Regions from separate parts of the Mus musculus genome. Here region 1 is linked to region 2. A link is a contact called in public ChIA-PET data. All regions are on one chromosome and are shown on one strand. The core of a region is the stretch at or near the end of the contact, and the rest is flanking DNA. Distances in the headings are between cores, read along the strand shown.

Region 1 (4,940 bases), core at 447-2,946, 59 kb before region 2:
CTTTTATTAACCAATAGCTTTAAACTGGGGAGCAAGGGTTACCCAACAAAGGCCAGTGTATGTGAGAACACACTTGTCTGGACAACAACCAGATCTTGGGGTTGAGACTTTAGCAATGGCATACATAGTGACAGACCAACCCCCAGCGTTTGCCAACATCTCTGAGAGTTTCTTCCTCTCCTCTTTGTAGCATGTTTGAGAGGGACTTCCACACGCTGTCAGTGTGGTGCACAGTGTTTCACAGGGTTCTTAGACAACTCATCTTTGCTCTCTCATTTTTCCAGTGGAATAATTTCTATTGATCTGCCTTTCAAGTTCTTTGATTCTGCTTTTAACATTGGCTCCACTTGTTTAGTGTCTATAGAACCGTATGCACGTGTGCACATAGAGATGCAGAAATACTTGCCTGTGCATGTGTATGTGAAGACCAGAGGTTGATGGTCGGCCTCTTCCTCGGTCACTTTCTACCTTACTATTTGAGATAGGGTCTCTCACTGAACCCGTTTGCTGACTGGCCATTGAGTCCCTGGGACCCTCCTGTCTCTCCACTCTCCAGTGCTGGGCTTACCTGTGTGTCCTGCCATACCTGGCTTTACTTGGGTGCTGGAGACGTGAAATGGACCTCACGCATGCGCAGCAAGCACTTACTCACTGGCCATCCCTCTAGCCCTAGTCTTCGATTCTTCCTTCCATTGAGCTGTTCTAATGACTTCAGAACCAAACCAAACCCGAGTTGTTACATTTTTCAACACGTTTTCCCTGTGACCCCTTCTTGTAATTTTCTCTTTAATGAAGCTGATTACTGAATCACTGATCAGCCGATCAGATATGGTTTCCTCTGCCTCCACGAAGGAAATAGCCTCTTTGAAGTCTTCTCTGTGTCCAGTCAGTTCTTTGTAGCCTGTGGGTCACATCTACTTTTTCTCTGCATGTGTCATGTTTGCTAAGAGCTGGACAGTTTAGGATCTTTACGGTAATGTTTCTGGATCCCGAGCTCCCCTCTCCAGGTTGTGGACAGTTTAGGATCTTTACGGTAATGTTTCTGGATCCTGAGCTCCCCTCTCCAGGTTGTGGACAGTTTAGGATCTTTACGGTAATGTTTCTGGATCCTGAGCTCCCCTCTCCAGGTTGTGGACAGTTTAGGATCTTTACGGTAATGTTTCTGGATCCTGAGCTCCCCTCTCCAGGTTGTGGACAGTTTAGGATCTTTACGGTAATGTTTCTGGCTCCCGAGCTCCCCTCTCCAGGTTGTTGCTTCCTGGCAGGTGGGAGAGCCGACTTGTCTGTGCTTAAATTCCTGTGTTCCAGCTCGCTGTGGTTTGTGGCTTTGAGGGTTGGCTTGTGTCTGCCTGATGTTATGGTCAAAAGCCACTCACAGCTGACAGATCCTGTGTGAGTTTGGGAACATTTAAATTTCAGGCAGTTTTCAAGGGGAGGTTTGGCATTTACTCTCTGCTGGGTCATCTCATGTCCCCTCTGCCTGCACAGAGATGGTCTCTATTGCCCTGTTGACTTCCAGGTGTAGGTAGACGGCTTGGGCCCTGCCAGTTTCTTCTATGTCCCCACAAAGCATAACCACAGCTCAGACACATGGGAAAGTAACCAGACTCCTAACTGTCTCGCTTTCCGTTACATTTCTAGTTAGTTTACTGAATCTAGGGATGACACCATCTTATGCTCTCTAAGCTTCAGGCCTCTTGCTTGTCTTTCACCCAGGTCACTGTAACCAGCAGTGCTCAGGGCAGGAACTGTGTGTGGTAAGTGAGTGTGTGTGTGTGTGTGTGTGTGTGTGGTGTATGGTGTGTGGTGTGTGTGTGTGTGTGTGGTGTGTGTGTGTTTGTGTGTGTGTGTGTGGTGTGTGTGTGTGTGGTGTATGGTGTGTGGTGTGTGTGTGTGTGTGGTGTGTGTGTGTTTGTGTGTGTGTGTGGTGTGTGTGTGTGTGTGTGTGTGTGTGTGTGTAGTGTGTGTTGTCTGTTTTTGTTTTGTTTTTTGTCTGTTTCCATGTTCACCTAGAATGGCATAGCGAGCAGCCTTGGGCAGGGATGCCAGTGATTTGCACTGTGTTAACTGAAAATCTGGTCTTTTTATGAATAAATGCTTCTATATCATATGCCTTTCATTTCCAGAGTGCTGATTTCCTCCCCTAAGTTCCGGATAACTCCTCTCTGCCTTTTTGGTGGTGGGGGTGGGGCAGGACCTACCACGTTCCTCATTCCACTAGGCTGTCCTGGAACTTGCTGTGTAGACCAGACTGGCCTAGAACTCGGAGGTCTACCTCCCAAATGCTGGGGTGCAAGGCATGTGCCACCATGTCTGGCTAAAGATGTTTTTTTTTTTTTTTGCTGCATAAAAATTACAGGAATGAGATAGACGTGGTGTTCATACTGAGGAGTGGCCCTTCTGTGCTAGTCAACCACTGGATCACTGGGCTGCATCCTACCCACCATGTTGTTCTTTCAAATAAATGGTGTTAGTTTTATTAGAAACAGTTTTTAGTTTTACTGTGGCATTGTTAATGAGTTATTTTCCTAAAGTATTTGGGAAAAATTTGGCACCTTGATTCTGTTAGTTTTAGAGATGGTATGTTTTTAGGAAGTATAAAATATTAAAGCCAATTTGAGAAAAGATGAGATACCTTAAAAAAAAAAAGATGGTTAGTAAGATACCGTTCTTGTGGTTTTAATTCCTTCTTGTACCTGAGATGGGAATAATTTGAGGCAATTTAGTAATCTTTTTGAAGTATGGATGTTTAAAGATGTTTGAGAATACATTTTAAATTATTATGATGGTGATGATGGTGGTGATGATGATGATGATGGGTTTCCAGACAAAGTTTCTCTGAATAGCCCTATTGTCCTGGGACTCAATCTGTTGACCAGTCCGGTTTTGAACTCACAGAGATCTGCCTGCCTTTCTGATTGTAAAGTGAAAAAAAAAACATGGAAGGGTAGGTAGGAAAATAAGAATAGTCATAATCTTTCTATAGAGCAGTACCTGCTATGTAAACATTGGTATCCACCTTGACAGCCATCTTTTATGCATACGTTTTTTATAAATATACAATATACACCTGCATTGCAAATGACTATAAAAACATTTTATAAGATATTACTGAACAGCAAAGTTCTTAATCGAAAATGAAACCTTATTTACTTTTTTTTTTTAAGAGTATCTCATGTAGTCCAGACTGGCCTCTGATCCACTGTGCAGCCTTGAATTCCTAATTCTCCTGCTTCTCCCTCCTCAGAGCTGCCGTCACACCGGGTTGCTATGGTGCCTGGGATTGATTCTAGGGCCTCCTGCATACTGGGCAAGCACTCTACCAACTGAGCTGTACTCTTAGCCCCTCAAAGAGTAATTTAAAAATATTAATAACATACATGAATACATATCTTAATTATTTTTTATTTATTATTGGGGACTCTTTTTAACTATCGGTTTTTAGATGGAAGGACTTGAAGAGTACTTACTGAATTGACCTTGAGAATGTTAAAGGCTTTATCTTTTAAAAGATTTATTTTATGTACGTGCGTACACCGTAGTTGACCTTCAGACACACCAGAAGAGGGCATTAGATTCTGTTACAGATGGTTGTGAGCTGCCATTTGGTTCCTGGGAATTGGACTCAGGACCTCTAGAAAAGCAGTTAGTGCTGTAAACTGCTGGGCCATCTCTCCAGCCCTCAAAGCTTTTATTTTTGAGATAGGATCTTAATGTCCAGAGCGGCCTCCGACTCAGCTAAGGGTGACTTTGAACCCCCTGCTTCTGCCTCTGGGGTGCAGAGATGGCAGGCTTGTACCGCCTGCCATAACAAATTTATGTGGTTGTGGGGATCAAACCCACGCCTTGTGCATGCTAAGCAACTCCTCTCCTCGCTGAGCTACATCCCCAGCCACTTTCAAAGCCCGTGATACTTTTCGAATCTGGCGTCTTCCATTCCATTCCCACTTCTCACCAGCAGTGCTGAGGAATTTCATTCTAAACCTGTCTTTGCCATACTGTCTTTTAACTTAAACAAATTAACAAAAACAAAAAAGACCCAAAGAACTTTGCTAATTTATTTGACACAAATGTTTAGTAGTTTGTTCCTAGATTTTAATTTTTCCTTATTATATCATTCTATCTTAATTTAAAAAATTCACTTGATTCAGATCTTGGTCAGAGAAAAATGACAGCTGATAAAAAAGAATTTCTAGCAAAAGAGAAATTAGGATACATGTCATTATATATTATTGCTTTTCCTAAAGACACGTAAAAATTAGACTTGATAGAAATATGTTAGGACCTACAAAACTTTCACCGAATTTTATTTTCTTAGAACAGTTTCCATGAGATAGTATAGTTTGAACCCACAGGAAATTCGTATTTTTTTAAAAGACTGTTGAGTTTCATTTTAAAAATGAAAGTGGAGTCAGATATGATGGTTGTGGGGGCCTAATAACCCGAGCACTCGGCAAGGCTGAAGCAGGAAAAAAAGAGAATAGTTTATTTAGACAACTTTAATCCTGTTATTTTAAATAATAAATAAGCCAGACTCTTGAGTTCCATATCTTCTCACCGTGTTCTATCATTCGAGTCTTTGCACACTAACAGGCATTGTGCTGTCACACATTGGTAAGCAGCCGCCGTCTTGCTAGATTTCTCATGATTGCACCAAGAGGCTTGGATAGGAGTCTCCTCTGGTGCTGGGTTGGATAAGTCGGGACCCACAAAGTTCCAGTTTCCCATCCTAGGACAATGTGGTCAAATGACACTTGTTCTGGAATGTATTAGTGAATTAGAAGAATACCTGCGGCTTCTCTCATTCTCTCATGTGTGTGTGTGTGTGTGTGTGTTGGTCAACATTCCAGAAACAGAAGTATTCAGGAATACTGTTCTGAGTAATAAACGAAATTATTTAGTGATGCTAAATAATATAATGTAGGGCTAGACCTAATATT
Region 2 (5,019 bases), core at 65-2,564:
TTCATGTTCAAAGAAAAAAAGCTCAATAATGCCTATAGTAATGCTTATAATGTGAATAGTAAAAATGCCAATTACAGACTGACTGCACCCAGATGCTATGAGCAACCTCCTTTAAAAGGAAGCAACTAACACAGAAAAGCCATTCCCCACTTTTGGTAACTCCCTTAGAAAAATCAGGAGGAACTTCTAGTAGAAACAGAGTGGAAAGGCAGTTTTCTGTCTGAACGCTTAGGGAGGGAGAGACAGTTAAAAATATTCACCAAAGACACAAGTAACCTAGCAACTAACTTCGGACAAATACAGTCTATCTACACTCCTCTGTATTAATTTAAAAGAAAATGTAGGCCAATAAGGAAACATCGCTTCGAATGCCTCAAATTCAAAGCAATAGTCCAGTACTCTAAACAGCTGTATAAATTCTTGAGTCCGATACTGTCTCATTCTTAAACCCTACAGTACATGGCACTTGGCTGTGTCTCAACTAATTCTGGTCAAACTGGACACTGGTAAATCTTCCCCAGTTGTTGTTGGCGGCGTATTGAGTCAAGGGCTGGTTAAGTTTAAAAAAAAAAAAAAAAAAAAATCTGTCTAGCTCATCTGCTAAGGGAGGGCAGTACTGAATCAACTTTTGTAATCCCCAACGTGCTTGGGCCGTGATTTGTAAGTGATCAAGTCCCTGGCTAGCCTGCACTGCTTCCGCTTGTGCAGTCATCTTCTTCCCCTCGCACTAAAACAATACCTTGGCCACCAGCCAAACTTTGAGCAGCAAGCGACTCTGCTGTTTATGGCCTGGAATGGGTGCTGAAATACCCAACCAAGGACGCTCTAGGCCCTCTGGGAGGCCTAAAGGAAGAGAGGTGGCCCTGGCTTTAAAACACTCCTATCCTCCGCCCCCTCCCTTTTGTCTCAGACACCAAAACAAACGAGCTGATACACGTGTCCCTATGACTCTTGTTTACTATCAAGACTGCGTTGTGCGCGTACCTCTGGGATATGTAGTTCAGTCAGCTCCTCCCCCCCGGTAATTTCCTCAGCTAAGGAGCAAGGCTGAGACTACTAACCCACAATCCACTTCGATAGCAAAGTTTGGCTCCCGTCCCCCGTGTCTCGGCAGCAATCCAATCCAAAGCGCTTTCTGTAGTGATTGACAAGCCACCTTCTCCAGTAAACACAAGAGAAAAGTCAATACATGCCCGCCCACCGAGACGGACTACGGCACTTTCCAATGGAAAGGCGGAACCTTAGAGTGGCAGTTCTTCAGACCAATTAAAGACGAGAAAGGTGGACGAAGGCTCAGCCCCCCGGGGGCTTCAGGGGAGGGGGAAGACGAAGCTTGAAAGACTTGGTAATGGCGACGGGTTTGGTAAGTAGGAAAGTTTCGGCTGAGGAGTAAACGCGGCGGTGGGAGTCGCGGCGCGCCACAGAGAGGTGGGCAGCCGTCGGGAAACGCGCAGGCAAGCAGCTGGCGACGCTGTCGCGACAGACGGCCTGCGTCCTGACTCTGTGTGGTCGCGGGGTTTCTGAGGGGTGGGGGGTGGGCAAGGGAGGGGCTGGAGCTTCGGGGCCGGGCAGCGGCCGCGAGAGCGGAGACCCTTGGGACTCTGGGCACTGGATCCCCTGCGCGGAACCCGCCGTCCGGGCCTCCCGGGAGCTCTCCGAGCCTGGACGGCCGCGGCTCCCAGGACTCGGGGTGGTGGGGGTGGCGGAGCTCGGGGCTCGGTGGCGCTCGCGGTGGGGGCCGGCGGGGAAGGGGCCGGGGCAGGGGAGGGGCCTGGCGCTCCGGAGGGCTCCGGAAAGTTTGCCTCGCCACTCCCCGCTGCGGGGGCCGAGGGCGGACGCCGGCCGCGAGCTCCAGCGGGCCGGGGGCTCCGGGGAGGCGAAGCTGCCTCCGGGGCCCGGGCCGGGCGGGGGAGCTCGCGGAGCCGTCGGGCCCGGGGCTCATTGTTACGCAGTTCGAATGAATGGGCTCCGAGGCGCCTGCGCGGTGCGCGGTGGGGCTGCGCTAAGGGGGAAAAACAAGCCTGGCGTCCAGGCTGCGGTCACATGATGGGGGGGAGGGGAGGAAGCGATGAATGGCGAAAGAGGTGGGGGTGGACTTGGCCGGCTCCGGGAGGCGCTGCTCGGCCTGACCCGGCGACTAGGCCCGCGGGCGAGGCCCGGCTCCTCCCTCTGCAGGCCGATTTAAACAAAACAAAAAGGAGTTGGGGCGCAGCCGGCTTCCCGAGCCTCGCTTTCGCGTGCTCCCGGCGCTGAGCGCTCCGGAGTTCACTCCCTGGGACTTCTCAGCCGGCGAAGGCACTGACAGCTGGGCGGGACACGGTTCCTGGCACTTTGTACCTGCTGGGGGGGACTCAGTTGGGCTTAAGGGAGCTTTATTCTCTAGGGAGAGGGGCGGGGGTTTAGGATGGGTTACAGTCGAAGAATGATTTTAGCAATTATAAATACTTAAGTAGTTACAGCGGTGATTTGGAGCCGTAATTTTGTGTTTTGGTTCCGGTGTTTCACCTCTCCCTTTAACCCCAGCTTTGTCGAACCAAGAGTATTGGGGGAAGTGGAGTTACATTGAAAAAAGAAAACTTAAGACAAGTTTTCGAGATACCTTAGGCTTTTGAACATTACTTCAACTCGACTAGTAAATTTCAGAACCTTTTTAAATTTTTTTCTATTATAGCTCCCAGTTTAGTTTTATAAACCTATTTATCTTTTCTTCCTGGGAAAGCCCTTCCTTTGTTAACTTCCCTGACTTAAATACAAGGATGCCCTCTCAGTGTTTTTTTTTTTTTTTGTCATACATTTCTCAAGTGAACTTGAAAGGCAGTTTGTTCCGCTCTTAATATACCGTCAGATTATCACTATTGTATTTTATCTTTAGACTCTGGGCCTGAAGGTTCTTTGTGTGCACCACAATCTGGTCTGTGTATCGGCTGGAAATAAAGATGTCAGTACTCTCTTACAAGTTCTCCTGTTATTCCCCAACTGCTAATAAAACAACGGCAGATGGTTTCTGTGTTTTAAATTTCACATGTGTACAAGAAGGGGAAAACAAATCTCATAATTCAGAAAATTTGAATCATTTCAATTGTTACTACCCAAAGTCAGTAATAATTCCGTGTACTTTCATATTTTGTTCTGCATTTACTTTACTCCTGGTCATACTTTATATTACATTTTCATTATGGAAGTTAGAATTTTTTAAACCCATACCTGGTCTGTAACCCCAGCACTTGGGAGGTATAAGCAGAAAAATGGGTCATGACCTTGGACACATACTGAGTTCCAGACCAGCCAGGGCTACTTGAAAAAAAGAGTGAAATTTAAAATTTAACCTTATTAGAGCATTTTTTTTTTTTTACTTTTTTTGGTTACTTCAGTGTGTGTGTGTGTGTGTGTGTGTGTGTGTGTGTGTGAGAGAGAGAGAGAGAGAGAGAGAGAGAGAAGACAGATGGCATAGTCTTCATTGAACTACCTGTCCTGAAGAGTCTGATGTCTAATCCAGGCTGGCCTTGAATTCCTGTCAGTCTTCCATCCTTAGCAATCCTTGAAAATAAAAAGCTATTAACGCTGCTATAGAAATGCTGCCTTGCTTGTTTGGTGATCTGTAACTCACTGTATAGACAGGCTGGACTAGAACTCACAGTGATCTTCCTGCCTCTGCCTCCTGAGTGCTAAGCCCACCAGGTCTGAACAAAAAAAAGAAGAGGCTGTTTTACAGGTTGTCGTAATATGAAAATGTCCAGGATTGTAATTAAGTTTAGGAGAGTATTTTCTGTCATATAAACATTTCATTTAAACATTGATTTATTTTTTTATTTTATGCGTGTGAAGGTTTTGTCGTCTTGTCTGTCTCTGTAGTACATGGCCTGCAGTACCCAAGGAGGCCAGAAGAGGTAGTGGGAGCTACCATCTGAAACTGAAGTTTACAGACCATAGTTAGCTGATGTGGGTGGGTGCTGGGAATTGAACCCACGGCCCCTGAAAAAGGAATCAACTAGCCCTTAAATCTTCAAAATGACTTGCCTTAAATATTACTTGAATTGGTTCATGGACGGTTACAGTCTGTATTAGTGTTTCATGTTGACTGAACATGAAAATAATTTTCTTAGATGTGATTTGTAATGTTCAGCAAAGGAGGATGTGAAATGTATTTTTTATACCTGTAACAATTTTGAGGAGTAAATAGGTTTCAGTTTATTGACAAATAAGGAAATAGGTATCAGTGGTTAGACTGTTCAAAGCACAAAGGCGGTATTAAGCAGTAAGTGTAAGCTATAGCAGTGTAGTTTACCAAACCCACAGTGTGGCTTCTTGTTTTCATTTCTTAGCTCAGTGGCAAGCTAGAGTAGTAGAAACACTTGTCAGAGAAGAGACATTTAGAATATTATTAAAGAACTGCAGTAAAGTCTGCTAACTGCTTTTGATATAGAACATTGAATTTGATACTTAGTTATTTAATATTTTTATAAAATAATAGTCAATATTTGATAGTTTTAGTGCCTTTTGTCACTTGTAAGCATATAATTCACTTTAAGTACTTCGATTTCTATCGTGAGAGTTCTTTGAAAACAATTTTCTTGGGTCTAGCAAACACAGAAGTGGATGCTCACAGTCAGCTATTGGATAGGATCACAGGGTCCCCAATGGAGGAGTTAGAGAAAGTACCCAAGGAGCTAAAGGGGTCTGCAACCCTATAGGTGGAACAACATTATGAACTGACCAGTACCCCCGGAGCTCGTGTCTCTAGCTGCGTATGTATCAGAAGTCAGTGGAAAGAGAGGCCCATGGGTCTTGCCAGGGCCAAGAAGTGGGAGGGAGGGGGCAACCAGAAGAGTTGTCTGCAAGTTTAGACTTTCTTTTCCTGTACAGGACATAAAAACCTTAAAAATCAAAACTTTATAGAAAAAAACCAAAACATTAGCAAAGCCTACGTCAAAACCAAATTCACCATAAGTAGTTGGAAGGGCAAATATCCAAAACAGTACATATTCACTTGGCCTGTTAATTGTAGGTAGTTCTCTAAAA

The links. ChIA-PET counts read pairs in DNA pulled down with a chosen protein or histone mark.
Region 1: an RNA polymerase II ChIA-PET map of memory CD8 T cells shows a contact between it and region 2, with 13 read pairs. The contact joins the enhancer-like site here to the promoter of Hbp1 in region 2. A contact is called at or near these places in 2 of 15 datasets of contacts at CTCF or cohesin (CD8 T cells and the NIH/3T3 cell line), 7 of 484 Hi-C or Micro-C datasets (CD4 T cells, the HPC-5 cell line, bone marrow-derived macrophages and 3 more), 2 of 115 datasets of contacts at active chromatin or transcription factors (the HPC-7 cell line and memory CD8 T cells) and 3 of 9 other capture datasets (adipose tissue, bone marrow-derived macrophages and embryonic stem cells).

Annotation. Positions count from the first base shown.
Region 1 is chr12:32,006,182-32,011,121 of GRCm38.p6, reverse strand. The region is part of intron 2 of Prkar2b (protein kinase, cAMP dependent regulatory, type II beta); the gene reads left to right. Among named protein-coding and RNA genes, the nearest start is that of Prkar2b, 53 kb to the left of the region's middle. Within about 2 kb of position 1,696, at least 75 of the 459 cell types and tissues checked have an H3K27ac peak or open chromatin away from gene starts, as enhancers often do. A contact at or near this core is called in CD8 T cells, bone marrow-derived macrophages and memory CD8 T cells, where this site is marked.
Region 2 is chr12:31,946,540-31,951,558 of GRCm38.p6, reverse strand. It overlaps Hbp1 (high mobility group box transcription factor 1), which reads left to right and starts at 1,314. Exons shown (of 11, transcript NM_153198.3): 1 at 1,314-1,363. The coding sequence starts at 1,349.